2 separate regions of the Mus musculus genome follow, and region 1 is linked to region 2. Evidence: chromatin contacts called from public HiChIP or PLAC-seq data. All regions are on one chromosome and are shown on one strand. Each heading gives the region's core, a stretch centred on a gene start, on an enhancer-like site or on the middle of the called end of the contact. The rest is flanking DNA. Distances are from core to core; before and after follow the strand shown. Region 1 holds the start of Atox1 (antioxidant 1 copper chaperone). Region 2 holds the start of Slc36a2 (solute carrier family 36 (proton/amino acid symporter), member 2).

Region 1 (6,788 bases), core at 2,205-4,704, 280 kb after region 2:
CATTAGCAGGCTCACAACAGCCTGTAACTATAACTCCAGGGGGATCTGATGCCTTTTTATGGACCCCACAGGCACCCACACTCATACCCACATACCCACACATTGACACAGGTATATGCATATAATTAAAAAAATAAAAAAACTGGGGGGGTGTGGGCTCATGTCTTTAATCCATGCACGCTGGAGGCAGTGGCAGGCAGATCTCCAAGTTTGAGGCCAGTCCAGTCTACAGAGTGAGTTCCAGGATACACAGGAAAACCCTGTCTCAGAAGCAAAGCAAAAAATAAAAAAATAGGGCTAGACTGATGGCTCAGTAGTTAAGACTGCTTGTACTCTTCCAGAGACCTGAGTTTCCCGAACCATGTTGGATGTTACAGTTACCACTGTAATTCCCACTCTCAGGGAATCTGAAGCCCTCTCTTATGGTCTCTGTACACAAGTGGCATGCGCGCGCGCACACACACACACACACACACACACACACACACACAAATAAAATTAAAGCTACAAGATAGTACGTAGCAAGTAAATTACAATTATTCACTTATTTGCATGTGGGAGTGTGTGCCAGGGATGTCAGAGGCCATCAACCTGACCCATCCTGCAACCCTCATGTTCCCTTTTCTGCAGTATTTTTCTAGCTTGAAAAGAGAAGCATTCATTTCCTTCTGCTCAGGATTCACTAAGGTGATGAGGTCATGGGTGTGAAGGCCCTAGGGGAGAGAGGCTTTCTTTGCTCCAGGCAAATCTTAGCATAGCTCCACAAGCTACTCTCAGAAGAAGCTCTGAAATGGAGTTTCAGAGGATAATTTTTTGCTGCTCAAGGAGCTAAAGTCAACAGTTATCTGAGCTCCAAACTGAGGACCACGGCAGGAAAGGACTTCTTTCACAGCACAGAGGTCAGAGGTCAGGGGTCCGCTCCAGGAGGCCGATGTTCCAGCTCAGAGCTCCCTACCTCTGCCTACACATTGTGCAACTAAACATGATGACACAGAGTTGGCTTAAGGGACAGGGTGATCCAGTCTTCACAAGGGTATTCCCTAAACTGCTCCACCTTCTGGGTGTCTCGCCAGGGCCACTAGACCCCAGGATCCTTTCTTTAGGTCTTGGGTTTGAGGCTCAGTGACAGAGCACATACATTGTATACACAGGCCCTGGATTCAACACCTAGCACCACAAAACAAAACCATAAGCCAGGTGTGGCAGCTCACTTCTGCAAACCCAACCCTTGAGAAGCTAAGGCAGAAAGATTGCTATGAGTTTAAGAGTCATCCTGGGCTAGGTATTCACTTACAGCCAACCTGGGCTATGGTGATGTTTGGTAACGATAATAACAAAATGAATCCTCATAAGTATAATATATATTGTTATACTACATATTGTTGTATTACTATATTATATATATTAATTACTTCAGAAAGCCAGTAAGTGGTATGATTCTTTTATAGACACTAGAACTGGAAGAGTGAGAATAGAGGGGGAGTAGGAGGGGGAGGAGAAAGAGGAAGAGGAGGACACTATTCCTCTAGAGGACGCTGAGTCTTTGAACACTGGTGTCTTAGAGTCCTGTTTACTAGTATCTGCACATCTCTGATGTGCCCGACTCTCTCACACCTTGTTACACTGTCTCCTTTATGTCTCCTTTAATCGCTACAATGATTCAAAAAGCCAGGAAACTCTACCTTGTGAGAGATCAGAAGGCTGAAGCTCCGGGGTTAAATACTGACCCCAGGAGACACAGCTCATGAGTAGGAAGGCCTAGGCTGGAGAGAGGACACAAGACTTGAACTTTTAACCAGTGAGACCCATGTTAAATTGGAGTGGAAGCCTGCCTACCCAGTTCTACCCCACTCGACCTACATCAACATAAGAGTCACTACTCCTTGGGGACAGATGGGTCACTAGCTGTGTTAAATATGATGATATAACTCCAGTTAATACCAACCTCAGTCCTGAAAGGTCTGTTTTCAGTCCTGATTTTACAGATGAGGAGACAAAGGCTCAGAGAGGCAGAACAACTTGCCTGAGGCTGCCCAGCTGGCAAGCCAAGGGCAAACTTTCAGGTTTCTGGGTTAAGCTTTGGTCTGCAAACTATCTTGGGTAAGACTTACTTCCCTGGCTAGATTGGAGGTAGCACTTGACCAATACCTCCCTGCACTTAGCAATTTGTCTTGATAAGGTGCCTGTTCATCTCCCATTAAATCCTGTGTCCCCAGAGGCAGACACAGAACAGAGAGGCCCTCAAGCTATTTTTTTCCTTCACTGCTGCCCTCTGAAGAGCAGCCGGGCAGCCTCCACTCTGGAATCCTGAGGTCACCAAGGAGTCTGTCACATGGACTAGCTTGACTGGCAGGATGGACTTTACCAAGTTTTTTTTTTTTTTTTGGTCTGTGCTTTGTGCAGACAGGGTCTGAAGACAATGGGCAGGAACCACAAGAATGACACCTGAGAGGTTTAAGGATTTGTACCAGGAAGAAGCCTCAGGTTCATTCCCAGAAGATAAGCTGCTAAAACACAGAATACTCCTGGGAGACCTCTGGGTTGAGAGGCACTGGGAGGAAAATGCTCTCCACTCCACAACTCTAGACCAGCATCTCCGGAACTCAGTTGAGATTAGAGCTTGCCCCCAAACAAGTACAACTGGTTTTGCCCAGCACTTCCCAGGTGGTCTGGCTCCATCTTGTATCCTACCTACCTAGCTAGCTCCCAACAATAAACGCTTTCCAGCAAGCACTGGGGTTTTTCTTCTCTTCTTGTGTAATGTGCCAAGGCCTCATGTAAGGCCTTCATTTTAAATTAAGCAATGAGACTAGAAGCCGCCATGCAAAGGAGTGGGGTGATTTCAAAGGCAAGATAAGCGCTGCTCTCGGCTCCTTAAACTCTGCTCTGAGCTTTGGGATTCCTGGTTGGGGAAGAAAGTACCCTGTCGGCCCAGTGCTGAAGTGGAAGCAGGGCAGTGTGGGCAGGAGAGATGAACAGAGACATGCTTCTCTGGAAAGCCTGCAGGCGGCAGGGTATGCATGTGGAAAGGCCAGGTACCCGCATTCCTATATGGGTTCTCTGCCCTACCTCCCTGCCTCAGTTTCCCCATTATGCAGAAAAGGATGGGGCTGCCTCTCGAAGACTCTCTAGGGCGATCCGGAGGCCTGTGTTCTGCACTACACTGCTCTCTGCAGCTTTCCGGAGGGTCCCGAAGCCGGAGGACCGTGCGGAAGGTAAACTGAGAAACGACTGCAGCTCTGGCCACGGCCTGCGCCCTGACAGCAGCGTCGGGCTCGGAAACAGTGCATCCGGGCTGGAGACAGAAGTTCCCGCGGGTCGAACGGCCACTTACCGGCATGACTGACGCGGCACACACGGGCAGTGGCAGCGGCGACGACGACTGGAACTCCTCTCCCGGACACCAAAGCTGCGCTTCCGGAGAGCGCTCCTGAAAGCCCCGCCCTCAGGCCAACCCATCCTTCGGCCAGGCCCCGCCCTAGGGCTGGGCTCCACTTATGCCCCGCCTCTTCCGGGGCTAGCTTCGTCAAGGCCCGGCCCTTTGAGGAAGGATCTGCTAAATTCCCTGTCCCTTCCGGTCCAGTTAGAGCTAGGTTCCTCCCTTGGGCTGGCCTCCTCTTGCTTACCGTGCCTTTCGATATGAATATTTCACTAGGTCCCGCCTCTCTTTTGGGTTAGGTCACGCCCCTCCGGACGCGGAAAGGCCAGGCTTTTTTGAGGTCAAGCTAAGGCTATCTTGTGGAGGCCAGACCTGCGTTTTCTGCTGGGTCATTTCTGAAACAGGGCTAGGGAATGCAAGGCCAAGGCTCTGGGAATAAAAGATCTGGCATCTCCCTAAAGGGACCATCTCTCTTGCTTACCACTCAACTCAGTCCCTAAACTACAGTGGCCTGACCTAGGGCGCCAGGCCTGTTGACCCGGATACTAACGTGGCTGAGGCAGAAGATTTCTGGGTTCAAGGCTTACTGCGGCTGCAAAGTTCAAGGGCATCCTGGACTTCTTGAGACCCTTTCCTGAAAAAACATATTAAAAAAGAAATCCAAATTTAAGGCACATAGTAGATAAATTCACAACTGTAATCCCAGTGCTTGAAAAGTTGAGGCAGAGCTGGGCCAGGTGGTGGTCATGCCTTCCTTCAATCCTGGCCCTCTGGAGGCAGAGGCAGGTGGATCTCTTAAGTTCAAAGCCAGCCTGGTCTACAGAGCAAGCTCCAGGGCTATGCAAAAAACAAACAAACAAACAAACAAACAAAACAAAACAAAAAACCCATGAGACTGCGTCCTTCCCACCCAATTATGGCAGCCCCAGTAAACCGAGTTACTGCATGGGTAACTGACACCCATGAAGAAGATTGGCTTCCTCAAGAGTGCCAGAAGGACCAACCGACTGGATCTATCTCCTCTACCAGCCATTTGTGTCCTTGAGCTGGAGGCTGAGAGGAGATCCCTAAACTAAGTAGGCAATCTGCCATTTTGTGTGTCAGGATGGGTTCAGTCTGAAACCATGCTATAATTTGAACATAAAAGTTATAAGAAGTTGGCTAACAGGGGAAAGCCTAAGAATCTAAGACTAGCTGGATGGGGTAAGGGTGGCACACATGTGTCTATAAACAAGCATTCCCGGGGCTGGCGAGATGGCTCAGTAATTAAGAGCGCGCCGACTGCTCTTCCAAAGGTCCCGAGTTCAAATCCCAGCAACCACATGGTGGCTCACGACCATCCGTAACGAAATCTGATGCCCTCTTCTGGGGTGTCTGAGGACAGCTACAGTGTACTTACATATAATAAATAAATAAATCTTAAAAAAAAAAAAAACAAGCATTCCCCCTACACTCCAGAGGCTGAGGCAGGGGATTTATGAATTGGAGGCCAGTCTGAGCCTCATGAGAACCTGTCTTAAATAAAATGAACTAAAATAAAATAAATGTAAGAACATAATAGGCTGGGCGATGGTGGTGCACGCCTTGCTCCCAGCACTCGGGAGGCAGAGGCAAGCGGATTTCTGAGTTTGAGGCCAGCCTGGTCTACAGAGTGAGTTCCAGGACAGCTAGGGCTACACAGAGAAACCCTGTCTCAACCCCCCCAAAACAAAAACAAAAACAAACAAACAACAACAAAAAGAATTGGAAGCAGGGGGATTGCTGAAAGTTCAAAGCCAGTCTACACTACAAAACACCATGTCCCAAGCACTAATAACCCTTCACCCTGATACAAAAGTGTGATGGATGTGAGAAGATTCAACTGTCCAGAAGGTTAAGACATAAGTGTCCGAGAAACAGGTCCCCCTGCAGAACGTTCTGGCTGGGAGGCTTCTGGGAAAGCATCTATATCCCCAAAGGGAACTGATACCACTCTCTGCCTCCTTGCTCCAACTCCACATAACTTCTAGAGAACAAGGACCTTCCGTCTAGCTGTCCATGACAGAAATGTCCCAGAGGCTGATGCAAGAGCCACGGAGCTAGTGCTGAGCACTGATGGCCCCAGACTTATTCTGGGGGAAGGGAAGCCATCTTTATTTCATCTCCTGAAGTCAACTTTCTTTACTTGCCCTTGACATGCCTCACTGAGAGTCCTCACCTGATGATGTACAGCTTGCTTCTGGCCTTAATGCACCTAGTGTTGCGATGTCACCACACACAGTTCCCTAAAATTAAAAATAGAACAAATTGGTATGTGAGGAATTGTCTGCCATTTAAAGTTTTGCTAGATTGATTGACTGCCTCTCAGAACAAGGGAAAAGGTTATTCTATCTATCTATCTATCTATCTATCTATCTATCTATCCATCCATCCATCCATCTTCGACATAGGGTTTCTTTTGTATAACTCTGGCTGTTCTGGAATTCAGTCTTTAGACTAGTCTGCCCTGGGGCTCAGAGATCTGCCTGCCTCTGCCTCCTGGGTGATGGGATTAAAGGCGTGAGCCACCACCTCCACCCATGTAAGGTTTTAATTTTAAATTTAAAAAATATTTTTTCCAGGTTCATAATTTCTTGTACAAATTGAGTTTTACATAGTGGATTCACATCAGCTCCTTCAGGCACGGGACTTAACAGATGAGGTCAGACATTTCCAAGTCCATTTCTCTTGCTTTCACAGCTAGAGTTGTTTTAGGCCTTAACTTGAAGTATAAGACCAACAAAGCAATGCCTCCGTATATGGCCGGGACACAATTTATTCTACCTGTGAGGGTGAAAGAGTTGAAATACTTTTAATACCGGTGAACTGGAATTGGCCATCACTTTCTGGACCAGCCATGACTTTAATCTGCACCCAAATCACAAACTCTGCAGCTGATGTCCTTTGACAAACCCAGCGACCAGCTCGGTGTGACTAGAAGACAAATCTTCCCTGCACGCGACTGACAGGCCACAGGGACTCTTAAAAAATAATTTTTAAAAAATTGTAGGGGCTGGAGAGATGGCTCAGTGGGTAAGAGCACTGGCTGTTCTTCCAGAGGTCCTGAGTTCAAATCCCAGCAACCACATGGTGGCTCACAACCATCCGTAATGGGATCCAATGCCCTCTTCTGGTGTGCCTGAAGACAGCTACAGTGTACTCATATACATAAAATAAATAAACTTTTTAAAAAAGCCATAAAAAATTGTAAATATTATTGTGTGTGTGTTACGCACTGATTAGCCATGGTGGTGTGTGCCTGGAGGTCAGGGGACAGCTTGCATGAGTGGCTTCTCTCCTGTGATGGGTGCCTGGAATCAAACTCTTTAGACTGTGGAAAGAGCTCTTGTTGTCCTGGTTTATTTTACTATTTTTTTTTCTTTTCTTTCAC
Region 2 (7,477 bases), core at 463-2,962:
CGGGTCACTTAGGAAATTTCTAACTAAAGGACTTAGGAAATCAGAATTAGCTTGTAGCTGTTTGTTCGGTCAGCTTGCAGTGTGTCGAGCCATGCAAAAATTTGGACCAGGAGCCAGGAGGCCCGGGTCCTTTGGTGACCTGGAGCCACCATCACAAGTACTTTTTAAGCAGCTAAGAGTACACAAGTACTCAGCTCGCGCTCACATAGAAGGTGCAGCCATACTAGGAGGAGCAAGCCATCATTTCTAGACTTTCTCGGGCTGGCGAGTGGGAACTGAACCCAGACAGCCAGACTCCATCCCCTGCCTGCTTTCCCAGCCTGGACTCCCTGTCTCCAAGCCCCACAGGCTCCGCTCTGACTCTCTCTTGTTTTATTCTTTTGATTTTTAAGGAGTTGAAATTGCCACCTTGACCATCCAGGACACAAGAGTCAGCTGGTTCTCTCAAAGTTGAAAAATACCCTGCTCTGCTGTGGGTGGTCCAGGGGCCTCAGCAGCTCACTCAGTGACCTCTAGCACTTAGGAAGCCCAGGACCAGACCCAGGGACAAAGGAGCCATTGAGGCCATTCCTGCAGTGTCTTGTATGCAGTGTGGAGAGAGACTGTACCCATTCCTTCAGCACCTTCTCCCTCTCTGCCACACATTCCCCACTCTGTCTGTCTGTCCATCCTTTAATATACTAGGTCGTATCTGCTCCTCCCTGCTTTCCATATGAGGACACTTGCTTCAGGGAAGAGAAGGACAGGGCTTCCACCTGAACCCAGACCTTCTGGTCCTCTGTTAATTACACTCCCTACTACCTTGATGACGTCAAACTTGCTCCTTAAAGCACGAGCCTGGGCTGGCTAGACTGCTATGTTAGTGAAGTCAAGTAGGGAGGAGGAAGAAGAAGAAGAGGAGGAGGAGGAGGGTATTGGAGCCCTGTAGCTTGTCGTGTTCTGAAAAATCTTTGCGAATGTCTCCTCTAGAATCCATCTTCTGGGAAATGGAAGACACTAGAAGCTTCCACGTGCTGTTCTTTGAGTAGTACCATGGCAGCCCCAGCGGCAGCAGGACCCAGGCTTGCGACAGGGAGAGGCTTGCTTGTTGCTTGTGGCTGAGGCCACTGTGGTTTACATACTGACCCCAGCTTCCCTCCAAGTTCTGCCTCCCTCCTAGACACTGAGAGCCCCAAACTGACTTTAACAAAAGTGCTTAGCCCCCTTCCTTCCAATAAATCTTAGCATGTGGCTTAAAGCAGCTGGGTCTCAGTTTCCCTCTCAGGACTTTTCAGATTCTAATCGTGCCCCTAGCTAGAACGTCCTATTTGACACAGACCCTGACTGCACTTTTTCCTCTTTGGTGTTCCCAGCTGCACAGTGGGTTGAGGGTCAGACATGCCCACCTCGAGATCCGGACTGGAAGCTGATGGAGGCAGACGTGGGGTGGGAGGGAGCTGCACTCACGTTATGCCCTTGGTCTTCTTTGATGACTCTGAAGAGCTCCCATTCGCTGGACTGGGATCCTGGCTCTGCAGCTTCTTGGCACTCTCAGGAAGGTCCAGATTGAGAGGGGTGGCTACCTGCGGACTCCTGGCACTCTTGGTCACAGACATGATGGCTTCAGAAAGGGCAAGCTCAAGGTAGGGAGAGGGCAATCAAGGAGGTGTATGTGCAGGTGCAAGTTGGGCCCAGTAGATCTGACCGGAGAGCTTGCTCTGGCCTGGCTGGAATGAGACCACGCCCACCTGCATGGACACCCCGCCTCCTCTTGCTTAAAGAAACCCAGCGGGAGAAAGAGAGGAAGGAGGGATTTGGGAAGAGAGCCATAAGCTTTATTGATATTACCCAATCAACCACAGTGCAGTTAACTTTTTCTTTTCTTTTCTTTCCTTTCCTTTCCTTTCCTTTCCTTTCCTTTCCTTTCCTTTCCTTTCCTTTCCTTTCCTTTCCTTTCCTTTCCTTTCCTTTCCTTTCCTCTCTCTCTCTCTCTCTCTCTCTCTCTCTCTTTCTTTCTTTCTTTCTTTCTTTCGTGTGTGACAGGATCTCCTGTAGCCCAAAGTGGCCTGTAATTCATTAGATAGCTAAGGATCATCCAGAACTTTTGAGCCACCTGCCTCTACCTCCTGAGTGCTGGAATTACAGATGTGTCCACCACCGCATCTGTTTTTATACAGAACTGGGGGCAGGACCCAGGCCTTTAAGCATATTAGGCAAGCAGTCCACATCTGAGCCTTATTTCCAGTCTATCCTGATAATTTTAATGACGAGAGCCGAACTATTTATTACACACTCCGCTAAGGGGGTACCCATTTCTGTCTCTGAAAAAAAATGCCTTCCTGTCTTCATCTCAGGGCAGGCTTCCCAGGTCCTACCAGCCTGCAGTCAGCTCTAAGAAGATGGGAGGGGCAGCTGGCACCTCACCTAGAGCAGGGCTCTTTCTAAGGTTTCACGTGTAATTCTGAACTCGTGGCCTGTCTGTGTGTTTGTATGCATGCGTGCATGCTGTGTATATGTGGAGGTAAGAGCTGGATTTGCGGTGTCTTCCTCAAACATAGTGCTGACTTAATACAGTGACTCATGTTGTGGTGACCCTCAGCCATAACAGTTTCATTGCTACTTCATAAACTGTTGCCAGTTATGAATTGGCACGTAAATATCTGATATGCAGGAGAGTTGATATGTGGCACCCCCCCCTCCCGGGGTCGCCACCCACAGGTTGAGAACTGCTGAAGAGGTGCCTTTACTTTCTGAAGGCTCCATGGAGGGAGAAGGAAAGGAATGAATTCTGCATGAGTCCCAGGCGCGTTTTCCCGGGCAGGCCACGGTTCAGGGGCTTCAGGGGCGACCGGGTGTGATCTGCTTAAGGTTACAATGTGGCTTCCGGGTTGGAGCTCTGGACCGGAAGATGGTCTCGGGAGCTTCTTGGGATTCTGCTCTCTGTCATTATCTCTGCTCAGGGTAAACGAACCAGCCAAACTCTCCTCTTCTACAAATTATAGCATTTTTCTTCTTGTACCAGTCTCCCCACCACCATCTCCTCCTCAGAAAGCAACATTTACCGAGGCCGTACTGTGTGCCAACAGTGTAGCTTAAAACACCCCCATGGTATCAGGAACACCTAAGACAGACTCTGAAGGACCTGTCCCTTACCAGGGTTCTTTCTAGGGTCCGGCGTGCAATTCTGAACTTGTGGCACGTCTGTGTGTCCTATGCATACATGCATAGTGTGTACACTCAGAGGTTTGGAGATACTATGTAGCCCATGGCTGTCCTGAAACTCACTCTGTAGATCAGGCTGGTCTTGAGCTCACAGAGATCAGCCTGACTCTGCCTCCTAAGTGCTGGGACAAAAGGCATGTGTCACTATGCCCAGTTCCATCTTGTGTTATTTTGAGACAGGGTCTCTCATTGAACCTAGAGTTCAGCAAATCTGGCCAGTGAGCTCCAGAATCCCACCGGTTTCTGCATCCTTACCCTGACACCAGCAGTGGGATTATAGCCTCGGGCAGCCACATGAAGCTGTGCTTGGCTCTTGTGTGGGTTTCGGAGATCAAGCTTAGTCCCCATTAGTGCCCAGCAAACACTTTACTGACTGAGCCATTTATCTCTTCCCAGTTCCTGTTTTTGTTTTGTTTTCTCTCCTAAAGAGTCTCACCCCAGGCTGGGAGATGGTTCATTAGTAAAGATGCTTGCTGTCGGCATGGTAACCTGAGTTTGATCCCTGGAGCCCACCTGGTGGAACTCTTGTAAATTGTCCTCTGATTCCCTACTCGCCCCATCCCACTAGCAAATAGATAAACAATAGTAATGTTTAAAGCTACAAAGAGGAGGTTCACCCCCACCCCTTCCTGCTCCTTCCTGCATCCCCAGTGGTATGTGCTAGACTCCACAAAAAAACTGGCAACTTCATTGGGGGAGCACTGTTGTTTTGTTTCTTGGAAACTGAGGCTCCAAAAGGCAAAGGACAGTTTGACAGAGGTCTCATCCCTTGGAAGAGTCCCTGCTGCACCCTAGCCAGATCCTAGCAGGCCTGCTGCCTGCAGCTTTGATCGCCACACTGATTCTTGGTTAAGTGTGCTGGCCCTACCCTTCATGTCCTTGCCCTGAGTCAACTGTGGCCCGGCTGTGGTTTGCAAAGTGTCCTAACTTCCCTTGTCTGGCACCATCACATGGTGCTATTCCTGGTCTGTGGAGTAGCAGGCTGCTTTGTGGAACCTGCAATTGGGATTCCACAGTTTGGTTCTAATTTTAGATTTCATCTTGTCGAAAGAGCTTTGCTCCCTCCAGGCAATGAGATCTGTACACGCAGATTGTCAGGGGATGGGGCTGAAATCAATTTTGCTTTCCTCTCCAAATTGATTAAGAATCTGGGGTTAATCTTCAGACCTTTTGAATAGGAGTAGCTGGAATACTGGTGTTTGACCAGGGTCCCTTCATGTATATCATGGCCAAAAGGAACCTTGTTGGGTGAGACAAAGGTGTACACTCCTAGTGTGTGGTACTACTGGTCAGATGAAAGGGTGAGGACTCAGGAGGAGCCAGGCATCTGGAGAGCTGGATTCCAGCGTGGCACCACCACAAAGCCGTTGGAACCCTGGAGAGGACACTGCTGTACTCTGAGCCTTACCACCTCATTACATGAAGTAGATGCCAGAGTGCATATGACTTCTAAAGGCAGGAGGACCAGAGACACATGGGTGGGCGTTCTCTGTAAAGCTGAGGGCTGAGTAGAAGGTCAGAGGAGTGAATGTAACTCAGTTACACTTTAGAAAGAGGTGTGTGTGTGTGTGCACGCGCACGTGTGCAGGAGTGCACTACAGCTCAAGTGTGGAGTTCGGATGATGACTTGTAGGAACTGGCTCTCTCTTTCTACATGTGGGTTCTGGGCTCTTGTCTTCTGGCTTGCTGGCAGATGCCTTTACCCTCTGAAGTGACTTACTGACCCCAAGTACAACTTAAATGTACACACTCACACACACACTCACACACACACACACACACACACACACACACACACACACACACACACTGTAGAGTTGAGGTGGTGTGGGGAGCTCCTTTCATTTTTTTTTTAAAGATTTATTTTATGTATATAAGTACACTGTAGCTGTCCTCAGACACACCAGAAGAGGGCATCAGATCTCATTACAGATGGTTGTGAGCCACTATGTGGTTGCTGGGAATTGAACCCTGGACCTCTGGAAGAGCAGTCAGTGCTCTTAACCGCTGAGCCATCTCTCCAGCCCACTTCTTTCATTCTTGTATGCAGGTTGAAGCATAGGATCTTGAGGTGCACCTGATAGTCTAGGGAGGTAATAAGGAATGCTGGGATGGGGGTTTGAAGGGGCCTAAGATATGGCTGTGTGTGCCTTCTTCATTCACTGATCTTGTGAGTTGCACTTCTCTTCCGGGCAAGAGTCAACTCTCTTCCTTTTAAACAAACACAACAGTATATCTTCATAGGCACGGTGTGGTTATCTGAGATATGTATAGACTCCATATTGAGCAACCCAGGGTACTTAGAGTGTTCATTGTCTCATACATCTATTATATCTTTGTGACAAGGCATTCGAAGCAGTTCTCTTGGCCAGGTGTGATGAAGCACATCTTTAATCTCAGCACTTGGAGGGGAGAGGCAGGTGGAACGCTGAGCCAGAGGCTAGCCTGTTGTATATAGAGAGTCCCAGGCCACCCAGGGCTACCTAATGAGACCTTGTCAAAAAAAATTTAAAGGTATCCTTTTGTAGCTATTTATAATATAATATGGCTGGCCATAAACACCCTTCTGTAATGGAGTGGAAATGTATCCTATGCTGCTCCTTTCTTACCATTTCTTTCCCTTGTCTAGTCTCCTCTGCCTTACCTGGCCTCCACTGACCTCTCTTCTCCTCTCTAGTTTAGGATTCCAGGGGTATTTATCTTCCTGTGTCCGACTCCTTTTACTTAACATTATGATCTCCACATACCCTCAAACAGCAGGATCTCATCCCTTCTAATGGCTGAACAATAGTCCATCATGCCTATGTGTGTGTGTGTGTGTGTGTGTGTGTGTATTTATCTGAGATCATATAAACTGGTGCAAACATTAGTCTTCCTTTGGATTGGAAGTTGACTTGAGTTGACTTTGGGTTAGGTAGGCTTCTACCTAAAAGGGAATTCACCACCCCATCTATATTCTCTCAGAAACTTTCTCTGGCCTGTGACTCCCTGCATCAGAATAACGATCTCATGTAGTGACTTCATCCTATACCCCAAGCACTAAACCAAGGCTGTTACTTGAGGTGGGTGGTATCATCAGCTCCCATGACAGACAAACAAACTGAGTCTCACAGGAGTTATTTGATGCTTAAAGTGACCAAGTTAGGACTCCATTTGGAGCTGTGGGGTGAGTGTAGAGCCTTGAGGTGTGTCTCGGAGGCAGCTGCTTTCTTGTCTATGTCTGCCTGGCGCCTTGGAGAAACCCATCAAACAACTAAAACACTTCCTGCAAACATATTCTTGGACCACCTAGGTAACCAAAGCCACAGTCCTGACCACAGAGGTCACAGAGGTTTGCTTGCTTGATTACTTATTTTTCTGTGTGTGTGTGTGTGTGTGTGTGTGTGTGTGTGTGTGTGTGACGTGCACATGTGTATATGTGCTTACATGTGTGGATGCACATGGAAGCCTAAGATTGATGTTGGGAATCAGTTTTGACCACTAGTCCACCTTATTCATTGAGGTAGGATCTCTCAATCAAACCTAGAGCTGGTCGATATGGCTACTTCTCACAGTCAGCTTGCTCTGGTGATCCTCTCTATCTCTGCTTTTTAAGCTGGAATCACAGGAGACCCTCCACGCCCACCTGGCATTTGTGCCTTTTTTGCAGATCCCATCTTCAGCCCTCACACTTGCGTGACAAGAGTTGTATCCTTAGCCAGCCATAAGGTGTAAGAGATTACTCACAGCTGGAGAGAACTTGGTCTCACTTTGTTGAGTTGTACCATGGTGGGGAAACTGAGGCCTAGAGATGGGAGGGGACACAGTGGCTAGAGTGTATCCACAGTGATTGGGGATGAGACACAGCCCACACTGACAGTTGCCTGCTGTGTCTTTTCAGAGATCACCTCATCTCCGATGAGAAGGACTCCAAGGCTAGCCAAACAAAGCAGCGTTAGGTTTTGTCTGAGAATAGAGAGAAAGCAGCTCAGAAGAGAATGAAGCTCCTGGGATCATGGTTGTCACAGATGTGAGCTCTCAAGGGAGAGTTACAGTGAGGTCTTTTTAAAAATCTTTTTTTTTTTCTAAAAAAATCATTTATTTTTGTTTTATGTACTTTCGTGCTTTGCCTGCATGTATGTCTGTGTGAAGGTGTTGAATCCCCTGGAACTGAAGTTGCACATAATTGTGAGCTGCCATGTGGTTGCTGGGAATTAAACTCAGGTCCTCTGGAAGAGCAGCCAGTGATCCACCTTTCCCAGCTGCATGGGGTCTTTTTATTATGGGGTTTTGGCAG

The links. HiChIP or PLAC-seq counts read pairs in DNA pulled down with a chosen protein or histone mark.
Region 1: a contact with region 2 is called in an H3K4me3 HiChIP or PLAC-seq map of bone marrow-derived macrophages, with 4 times the contacts expected there. The contact joins the promoter of Atox1 here to the promoter of Slc36a2 in region 2. A contact is called at or near these places in 5 of 39 promoter capture datasets (the C10 cell line, embryonic stem cells and second pharyngeal arch cranial neural crest), 15 of 484 Hi-C or Micro-C datasets (the 4T1 cell line, the HL-1 cell line, Th2 cells and 8 more), 21 of 115 datasets of contacts at active chromatin or transcription factors (the 230-238 cell line, the NIH/3T3 cell line, acute myeloid leukemia and 12 more) and 1 of 9 other capture datasets (adipose tissue).

Annotation. Positions count from the first base shown.
Region 1 is chr11:55,457,754-55,464,541 of GRCm38.p6, forward strand. Atox1 (antioxidant 1 copper chaperone) reads right to left here and starts at 3,455. Exons shown (of 4, transcript NM_009720.3): 1 at 3,335-3,455. The coding sequence starts at 3,340. It also overlaps the pseudogene Gm12235.
Region 2 is chr11:55,183,365-55,190,841 of GRCm38.p6, forward strand. Slc36a2 (solute carrier family 36 (proton/amino acid symporter), member 2) reads right to left here and starts at 1,713. Exons shown (of 10, transcript NM_153170.3): 1 at 1,447-1,713. The coding sequence starts at 1,595.